Linked DNA regions of Gossypium hirsutum: region 2 is linked to region 1. The links are chromatin contacts, called in public Hi-C maps. All regions are on one chromosome and are shown on one strand. The core of a region is the stretch at or near the end of the contact, and the rest is flanking DNA. Distances in the headings are between cores, read along the strand shown.

Region 1 (5,117 bases), core at 1,859-4,358:
GGTTTTAAACAGAAACTTGCAAAGCATTCAACACTTTCCAATGACGAAATAAAACAAGGTATACAATTCTACACTCCTACTTGACTGGAATTTTCTTCCGTGTCTGGACTTTGATCCCAATACCGAACACGTATCAGTGGTAGCATCATTTTGATTCCAGAGTGTTAGTCTTTTCTCAAGGAAGTATTCTCTTCACATCATGTTCCTGATCAATACCGTTGGCTTGATTGTAGACAGATTCAAATGCTTGCATACATACACTTGAATATCCTACCATTGCCTGGAAGACATGAGGAAACCCCATTTGGAGGTTGTTTAAAGTCATTGCTCTTGTTACACTCGCTGACTTCTCATGTTTATTCTTCTCCTCTTCAGCCTTTGCTCTCAACATTTCCACCTTTGTTCGTTTTTCTACAACAGGGTACTTGTTCATTTCAGGCATGGAGGAAAATGGGCCATACTTACTTTCCAGTGATCTAAGTTCTGCTGCCTTCTTCTCAAAATCTTTCAAAGCAGAATCTGCCTTCTTTTTTTGCTTATACTCTTCTGCTTGCTGGACCACGATGGCATGGATTACTGTCAAGAAGCTCTTGATTCCTTCAGACGCTACCTTATCTGGAATTCTGTCAATTGCAAGATGCCATTCTTCACAAAAAGAGTAAATTTTCGATTCCTCATTGTTTCTTAAAAGTGGGTCTTTGCTGAACTGGAAAAGGCTAAGCCGGAGCCAACCTGCTAGGGACTGAATGTAGTCTCGTTGAGCCTTGACTAAGTTGCAGAAAGAAGAATGCCACTGCTGGACTTCAAGCTCGAGCTGGAGAGTTGATTGCTTGTGAATCTCAGATGTTGGCTCGTTAGAAGGCATAAAGTTAAGGTACTTGAGCTGCTGAACTATGTGTGTGTGAACTTGGTGAATTTCGTACATGCTTCTCCACATCCACATCAACCTGCACAAGGAAATAACCCTCAATTCAGAGTTAATGTGAGGAACAAACTATTTAAACAATAACCCTCCACTGCAGATTAAAAGAAAGAATTAAGGACATCAAATTAGGTAAAAAGCATATTGTTTTCTGCGGACAACCTCACATCCTATAAATCTCCAATGGGAACCAATGGTATATAGGAACCAACTTGGAATCATATGAATCCGTATGGATGATTAAGATTACTTAAGCAGTACCTGGAACCATAAGCATGCATTAGCCCGATATGGTCAATCCGTTAGCTGCATGAATGCCCAAATTTTCAAATTTCATACAATTAGGACCATAGGATTATCTTCCTGAGGAATACAGGAATCAGCAAAGATTAAGGTTAATTATAAATGGAGACCCCACTAAAACTATTCAGTTAGTGACCATTCTCAACCTGATACAATAGGACGCAAAGTACAAATGGATTCCACTTGTCATCTAAATCAGTCAAAAAGAGAGGGAAACAAAAAAAAAAGAGAGGGTCCCAACTCCCAAACATAGCCTTTTTCTGTACTATCTCAAACAATAAATGAACTATATCATTCTATGAAAGATGACATGAGGGCTAGTGTCTGCAGCATATTGATGCTCAAGGCAATCGGGAAGCAAGTACGTGGAAGCAAAGTGATAAAAAAACTAGACTAACCCGTTTACAAGGTCCAGGAGTTGAGGATAAAGCTCTGCCTCTCTCAGTTTGATGATTTCCGCTGATATGGTCTCAATGGCCTGTGAAGAAACCATCATTTGGGATTCTAATTTTTCAACCTCTTTCTTAGTCTTTTCATTCTTGACATAGTCAGCTCTCTTCAACTCCAGCTTCCTCAATTGGGCCACCCGCTTCTCATGTTCCATCCTTATAGTCTCCACAGTCTAAACAAATCACCAGTAAAAGAGCAGTCAGATTTAAACTATAGATCACTTTTTTTGACTCATCAGGCCATTGCAAATTTTCTAACCATGGAACAGGATCTAGTACCTTGACCTCTTCGTATAATTTCTTCTCCCAAGCATACAATCTCTCTATAGTAGAAGAATGGCTACTGTTAAGAATAGTACCACCTACATTTCCATTTTCTCCCGTCCTATCGCCTCCCAACTTCCCAGTTCCTTCCATTTTTGAATTTCGATTCCATGCCCAAGTTGTTGGAGTCAGATTACAACCATAGTTATACACTTTACCTGCAACAAGGAAAAAAAAAACCCCACCCAGAAATGTTAAGAGGGAAAAAGAAAAGGAAAAGAATGAGAGAGAAATAACTCATTTACTTTGAGCAGGAAAATTGGAATTTGAAACTTCTAACAGCAACGAGAGCTGGCTACCAGCATCAGCAGCTTTAATAAAATACTCATCGACCTCTTTCACGATCTCCACCAGTTCTTTACTATTCCTCGACACCACCATAGCAAGCTCACTTCCCGTATCTTTCGAGAACCCACTCACCACAGAAGGGGGCGGTGCCATGCTTGCAGCCCTGGTCGTGGGGTTTGTAGCGGTGACCGCCACCTCAGGCACTGACGTGGAAGCCTCCCATTCCTCCTCTGTGGCTGACCGTGACTCTGTAGCTGGAACAAATGGATCCCAAAAGTCCCAGTTACTGGATTGAGGAGGAGAAGGCGGCGGCAGAACAGGGGAGGCCGTGTTAGCAGATGTCCAAGTGTCTGAACTAGGACTCATTGGCGGCGGCAATGCCGGCTGTTGAGGCGGCGGAGTAGTATGGTGGTGGGAGTGGGTAGTAGTTTCATTGCTGGAAAACTGAAGGAGAGCTGAGCCTGTGCCTCGTAAAGAGCGTAGATACATAGAATGTGAAGCACCAAGAGTTTGTCTTGCTTTAACTAACTGTTTCATGTATCTCTTTCTCGCCTTGCAACGCGAAACAATCTCTTCCCTATCGATCCTTGAGTACCAACACCCCATTTTTTTCTTGCTTCACCCTTCTGCCACAGATCAACTTTTTTTTTCTAAAATTTGAAGCAACTAAACAGTAAAGAGGGAAACAAAATGAGCTGTGAGTTAATTTTACTTAGTCTAAAGATCTATTGCTTTTACCACTGCAGCTTTCACCAATGGAGGGTCTTTCATCTTCAAGAAACTATCTTTCACAGCAAACAAAGCTTCTTCGAACATGAAAATGTTGGCTGTTACTCTACTCGGTGGTGATGGTGAAACCAACTAGGGGCAGAGAGCCAGAAAATTAAAATTGTTATATTCCGATTTAATGACGAAGTTACCCTCCTGAAATGTACTTTTTCCTGTTGTTAAAATACGGGTAAATTGCATAACAGGTCACTCAATATTGTCCTTTTTCTTTCACTAATTATTAATTTGTTTTAATTTAATCACCTAATTATTGTCACTTTTTCTTATTTGTCACCCAATTATCAATTTTTTAATTTGATCACTTAATTAATCGAGATTATTTTTTTGTTCATTTTTTGTTTAGTACCGTTAAATTTTTAACAGTAAGATGATGTGACAGTTTAAACATAAATATAATAACAAATTTAACCTTTAATTTTACATATTATATCAATTTAAGAATTCTCAATTTCATCCTCAAAATTTATCTCCTTCTTCCTCTTCTCCCACTGCCACTAGCATTGTTGCCTCCACCTTCACGCTAAATATCATGAACAAAAGATACAACAGACATGCACGCCAACATCTACAGTTTCATCACCATCAATATCACCAATGGCTTCAGCAATATTGTTGTTGACTTCAACAATAACTTTAGTGGCTGCCAAAACTTCATCTGCATCGCTGCCATCTTCAGGTTCCTTTTTTACACCATCTTCCTTCTGCTCATCATCACCTTCCATATTTCCATATGAAAATGCAATTACAAATCCCCACACAACAAAGCATATAAAGAACGTCATACTCATCATGAGAACCATAATCTCACCCATTTTTCATTCCCGAAGTTGCGGCTATACAAAGATTCAATGCAAAAGTCAACGAATCATTTATGTGTAATATGTTTTTAGAAGCTTTTGAATAGGGGGAAAAATATCAAAAGCTTAGTATTTCACTATGAACTAATGGATAAACTGTCAGCAATATAAAAACTAATTTTCTTGTTTAAGAAAACAAGATGGAATCAGCAGATATATTGCTCGAGTATTTTTTTTCTCTCACAATGATTATTTTTATTTGTGTTTCTGTCTTTGAGATTTGTACTTGTTTTTGTGTTTTAGAAACGAAAGAGGAAGGTAAATTTTGAGAATTAAGTTGGAGATGTTTTTTTTTTTTTGTAAATTTTAAAAATTATAACTAAATCAATATAATATATAAAAGAATAGTTAAATAATTAAATTAGAAAAATTGATAACTGACTAAAAGAACAACAGTTAGGTGACCTGTAGTTTACCCTTAAAATATTACTGGCTACTGCAACATACCGCTCGAACCTGCAATGCAACTACTGAGCCATAGGTGTTGTCGTAAACCCACATTTAAAGCGATATTGGAAAGCTTGATTTGGAAATGGTGAAACTGGGAAAGGCAAATTGGATGGAGATTAAAGCTGCATCATAACCGAGTTAAGACTCATCTTAGCAATGGAATCTAAATTACAATGAAACAGGGGGTTTTGTCCTTTTCCTAATTTTCTTGTCAGAAAATTATACAGTGGAGTGTTCCTATGAGGTGGAGAATGGCGTCGTTTGCTATGAACTTGCAAGCGTGTTTATCTTATTAGAAATAAAATATAAAATGGTATATTCAATTGTGTTGCCTTTTATAGGGAATTGTGAGCCGTGACCAGATCAGGACAATTGATAAGTGCTAAAAGGGTCTTCTTTCGGGACAACTATGCCCTTGTCGCGGATTCTTTTTTGCACAAGTACGAGCCTAAACCCCATTCACAGTCTTCTTAGTTCACACTAATCCTGGATCTTTGCACATTGACTTTTGTTTGCACTTGAAAAACCAAGCTCAACCCTTAGTTTAATTTTCATCCATCTACTTGAAAAATGAGTTAACTGATCTTGTATTTTACAAACAATAGCGAAATAGTTCCTTCATCAGTTTTTTACATTGTTGATATGAACTTGTAGTTGCTGATTTGGATTTAATGATATGTGAAAGGCTTATTAAAAGTCCACATCAGCAATTACGGCAAAAAATTAAGAGGAATC
Region 2 (5,170 bases), core at 1,692-4,191, 150 kb before region 1:
CTTCAATCCTACTTTAATTATTTTTATTTAATATTTCTTGTTTAAATATTTAAATATCTACTCTAATTTTAAATAAGTGTTGAATGTGGTGGCAAGACTAAATTGTATTCTCAATATCAAAATTCAAGTTTAATTATTACAAGAAACAACCGTAAGACTTAAATACTCATAAATGTCAATTTTTTTAAAAAAAATTACATGTATAGGCCAGTTTTGAAAAAATCACGGGAATAGGCCGATTTTACGAAAACGCGTCGTCGTACGCAATCCTACATTGTCCAGGAAATAAGCTGCAAATAGATTATGAGTTTATATATATCCATATCTCATATCCCACATCGTTTAAGAAAATAAGGGAAATGAGACTTTGGGTCTATATAATGACTTGTTTTGTAAGTTTTATTCTACATTAATAGGTGGTACCAGTAGATAAGAAAAAATATTGGTGATGCCGTTTTTAGTGTTGATGTGGTAAAAAGCGTTTCCAGTTTGTAGCATTTTTCTGTCAATATGTTGGGTGTATTTTTATAAAACCGGTCTATTCCCGTAATTTTTTCAAAAAACAACCTATTCAAATTTTTTTTTAAAAATCGACATTTATGAATCTTTAAATCCAATTATAAAGTTCGGATGTTATCCCATAAAAAATTTGCACACACAAATAATTATTTCACAAACCAAACTTTTATTTATTTTGGGTTAAAAATTTTATTAGATCCATCCATGCATTCTTACCTCTTTCTAGGTAGGTTTGAAGAAATCATTTTGGTTTGCTTTCTTGTGTTTCCAATGTTTTGCTTATACGTAATAGTATTTCTTCTCTGCATTATCGAGTTTAGATGATAAATATTGCAGTTAAAAATAGATATTCATTTTTTAAATTAAAAATTTATATTTATATTCAAATTTTCTTGCACATTCTTTATAATTTGCTTGTTCAAGTGAAAGTTTGTGTAAAAGAATTTCTACAAAAAGAACTCAATGGACATAATCGTTGCTTTGAAGCAAAGGATTATACAAACCTACAAAAGCACTATCAATGATTGTACGCAGCGTTTTGTTAATGTATGAAGATAATACTTTTCAAAAAACCACCATGTTGGCATACATTTTTCAAGTACATGGATAATAGATTAACAGGAAATTTTAATGTTTGATGATGGTACATACGGGCAATTTCTCAAAAAAAACTTTTTTTTTAAATTATTGAAATGGGTCCGGTATTTTATTATTTATCGGAATGGGTCTTTTCCGGCAAATCGCGTCCACGTCAGCGCGATGTTAGGGGACGTGCCAGAAAATCGCAGCCACGTCAGCGCGCTTTGCTGACGTGGCAACAAATCGCATCCACGAGGGGGCGATTTGTTGCCACGTCAGCAAAGCGCGCTGACGTGGCCGCGACTTGCCCAACGCGTGAACAGTGCAACTAATGAAATTTTATGTATATAGTTGCACTAAATTATTTAAATTATTTATAATACCTAAATTATCCCTATTTATTTGTTATATTACATAAAATACTCCTTTGAAAATACAAAACATTATGATAGCTAATTTAAAATTTATTCTCCACAACTAATGAAAATCATTTAAAATACTAAAACTAGATTTGTCTGAACAAACTATAAGAAAATCCCTGAAATGCTGTGATTTCTTCGTCTTCAACGAAAGATCTCGAGATTGATCACGGTGAGGAAAGCTTGTGCTTAATGAGGAAGCAAATTTGGACACTCGGAATCATCTAACAATTATGCAGAACAGCAGCCGTCTTTCTTCACAGCTGAAACATCATCCCCAAAGCCGACATTGATGGTTTGTCCCTTGGGCAATGTTGTTTGATCATTCCCTCATTCGAGTGCTTTTTGACTGATCACATGATGTATTTGAGTTAGTACTTCAGTGAATGCATGCTCAACATTTGTAGATTCAAGGGCAGATGTTTCCATAAAGAAGTGTGTACAGTGGGCGCGACTTATCTATTTACTTTTTTCTCCAAAACCCTAAAAGTCCTAAAAACTCTAAAAGTCCTAAAAACCCTAAAACCCTAAAACTTAAAATCCAAAAACCTACAAGTCAGGAAACCACGGCCACATCAGCGCGCTTTGCTGACGTGGCAACAAATCGCGTCCACGAGAGGGCGATTTGTTGCCACATCAGCAAAGCGCTCTGACGTGGCGGCAATTTCCTGGCACGTCTCCTGACATCGCGCTGACTTGGACGCGATTTGTCGAAAACGGCCTATTCCGATAAATAATAAAATACCGGGCCTATTTCGATAAATTTATAAAAAATTAAACTTTTATTGGTAAATAAGCCGGTACATACCTCCATAAACATTTTTAATGTAAAGGTTATGAAATTTGCAATTTCCAGTTAGCATTCATATATTGGTTTTTGTCAACGGAGCAGGCTTACCTGCTCCCTTCTTAAAACTTTACAGTATGGCTAGGACCGTGTCTCAATCAACTTTAGACCATTTTAGGTATTGACCAGGTCCTATTTTATTCCACGAGTTGTTGATCGAATGAATGTTTGGATTTATGCATACACAGATATGCTCAACTTTTCTGTAAATATTTTGATATGAGCTCTTAGTATTATGTATAAAAAAAATCATGGCTAGAGTAGAGACCCAGATTTAAATAAATTTGGCAATGTGACATATTATAGAAACATTATTTTTAATTTATTTATTGTAATTAATCGTGATAACTTGAGTAATTATGTTAAACACAATTATTACTAAAAGCACAATCTTAGATAATTATCCTGGGCAAGCAAATGTGGGCATTTTAGTACCAACTCCAACCTTTCTGCATCTTTTTCCTGCTTTTGATTGATGCAAAGCTAGTTGCCTAATATTACGTCATCTCTTTCATTTGATTGTCATTTCAAACAAAGTCTCCCTTATAAATACCCATTCCCCACTTTGAAAGCTCTCATCATAACAACGTTTTCTCTTCATATTTCAGCTGTTTCCACTTCAACCATACACCTTTTTGTCTAGAAAGTAAAAAAGGTAAACACTATGGTTCATTATATCATAGTTATTACTCTTCTAGCCCTTGGCCTTGCCCCCCATTGTTTGTCTTCCAAGACAGTTGGGGGAGGATACCTTTACCCTCAGTTTTACGATCATTCATGTCCCAAAGCTCAAGAGATTGTGAGAAACGTTGTTGCCAAAGCTGTTGCAAAGGAACCTCGTATGGCTGCTTCATTGCTTAGGCTACACTTCCACGACTGCTTTGTTAAGGTAACTTCATCCTCGCCAAACCAATGGCAAAGTGTTTACTACTCGACTGTCAGTGTCGAATACAAGACTAGTGTGTCTAATATGGATATATTCAATCTTTTCCAAGTTTTTCTTTGAAGGATTATATCATTATATATGGTTATATAGCAGCAAAGTTTAACAATTCATTGTTTCCAGGGCTGTGATGCATCGATTTTGTTAGACAGCAGCGGGAGCATTATCAGCGAAAAGAGGTCGAATCCAAACAGGAACTCAGCCAGAGGATTCGAAGTGATAGATGAGATCAAAGCTGTAATGGAGAAAGAGTGTCCTCATACAGTGTCATGTGCTGATATTATGGCTTTGGCTGCTAGAGATTCTACCGTTCTCGTATGTCGTTTTGGTTATAGTCTTGTCTTGTCATTGAAATTGACCCCGTGGTAACATGTTTTTTTGGATTTGCAGACAGGTGGGCCTAGCTGGGAAGTCCCCCTTGGAAGAAGGGATGCCAGAGGTGCAAGCTTGAGTGGCTCTAACAACAACATTCCTGCTCCAAACAACACATTCCAAACAATTCTCACCAAGTTTAAGCTACAAGGCCTAGACATTGTTGATCTTGTTGCACTTTCTGGTAAGCTATATAGTTCTTTCACATTCTGCAAATAACCAAGAAAGGCAATACTCTGAATATATATGACCAAGTTGTCCATATATATATCATGCAGGGAGCCACACAATAGGAAATTCCCGATGCACCAGTTTCAGGCAGAGACTATACAACCAATCAGGCAATGGACAACCAGACAACACACTTGACCAATCCTATGCTTCTCAGCTGCGCAGGAACTGTCCAAGATCAGGCGGCGACCAGAACCTGTTTTTCTTAGATTTTGTTAGCCCCATAAAGTTCGACAACAGCTACTTCAAGAACTTATTGGCTAACAAGGGACTGTTGAACTCTGACCAAGTTTTGTTCACAAAGAATGGTGAATCAAGGGAGTTAGTGAAGACATATGCTTATAACCAGGAACTCTTCTTTCAGCAATTCGCTAAGTCCATGATTAAGATGGGGAATATTTCACCGTTGACAGGGTATAGGGGTGAGATCAGACAGAATTGCAGGAAAATTAATGCTTAAAATCATCAAGTGATAATTATATGAATAAAGTTTGTATTCCTGTTTGTCATGTTATTTTGGTTTCCTTGTATTGAATTATTAATAAAAGAATTTCATTTGTGTGTATTGCTGGGCCAACGATTGTCCTTTTCTTTGTTCCCTGTTTGAAATAAATGGGCTCTGTGAGACTTGTTTTTTAAATCTTTTGCCATATTGGATTTGGGTTTTGTTGATGTTAACGGAAGGAACAAGATTTTTCCCAACGAATTCCCCTTCTCCAACTCATTCGGATCTTTGAGACACATTCCAACTTAGAATGTTTCTTCGCTCTTATTACATCTATTCCACAAACAAAGCTTTTAATCTTCTCCATTGTCTTTTTTAATCTCCATGCTATCACTTTCACTTCATTTCGTTTCCTCTCAAACTCCATAAAAAACGATAATGGCGATCGGGGGAAAGTCTCGTGTTGCTAAGCGTTCCTCTTCTGTTTCGTATGCATCCACTGTAACCACTGTGGTCTTCGTAACCTTATGTGTTTTGGGTGTTTGGATGCTCACTTCCAACTCCGTTTCCTCCCCTCAAACCACCACCACCACTCGCACCATCACTGACACCAATAGTGACATTGCATTTTCTGGTTCCAATGAAGAACAACCCTCCAAAATTAACGAAGATCAGAAAGATAAAGCGGTGTTCGAAGATAACCCTGGCCAACTTCCCGATGAGGCCGTCAAGCCTGACGATGATAAGGTGTCGGAGTCCGATGATCTAGATAAAGTGAAAGAAGGTGCGGCTGTTGAAGAAACCCGACATGGTTT

What was found. A called contact is a pair of places that touch in the nucleus more often than the background predicts.
Region 2: a contact with region 1 is called in a Hi-C map of leaf, with 2.6 times the contacts expected there. The contact joins the promoter of LOC107912016 here to the promoter of LOC107912022 in region 1. A contact is called at or near these places in 10 of 34 Hi-C or Micro-C datasets (anther, callus, leaf and 1 more).

The regions. Positions count from the first base shown.
Region 1 is chrD11:3,768,545-3,773,661 of Gossypium_hirsutum_v2.1, reverse strand. It overlaps LOC107912022, which reads right to left and starts at 3,108. Exons shown (of 6, transcript NM_001327061.1): 1 at 2,894-3,108; 2 at 2,241-2,891; 3 at 2,169-2,238; 4 at 1,954-2,167; 5 at 1,624-1,847; 6 at 1-947. The coding sequence starts at 2,891. The coding sequence ends at 176.
Region 2 is chrD11:3,920,056-3,925,225 of Gossypium_hirsutum_v2.1, reverse strand. It overlaps LOC107912016 (peroxidase 72), which reads left to right and starts at 2,941. Exons shown (of 4, transcript XM_041105563.1): 1 at 2,941-3,253; 2 at 3,431-3,622; 3 at 3,698-3,863; 4 at 3,958-4,473. The coding sequence starts at 3,029. The coding sequence ends at 4,370. It overlaps LOC107912014 (probable methyltransferase PMT27), which reads left to right and starts at 4,643. Exons shown (of 7, transcript XM_016840046.2): 1 at 4,643-5,170. The coding sequence starts at 4,794.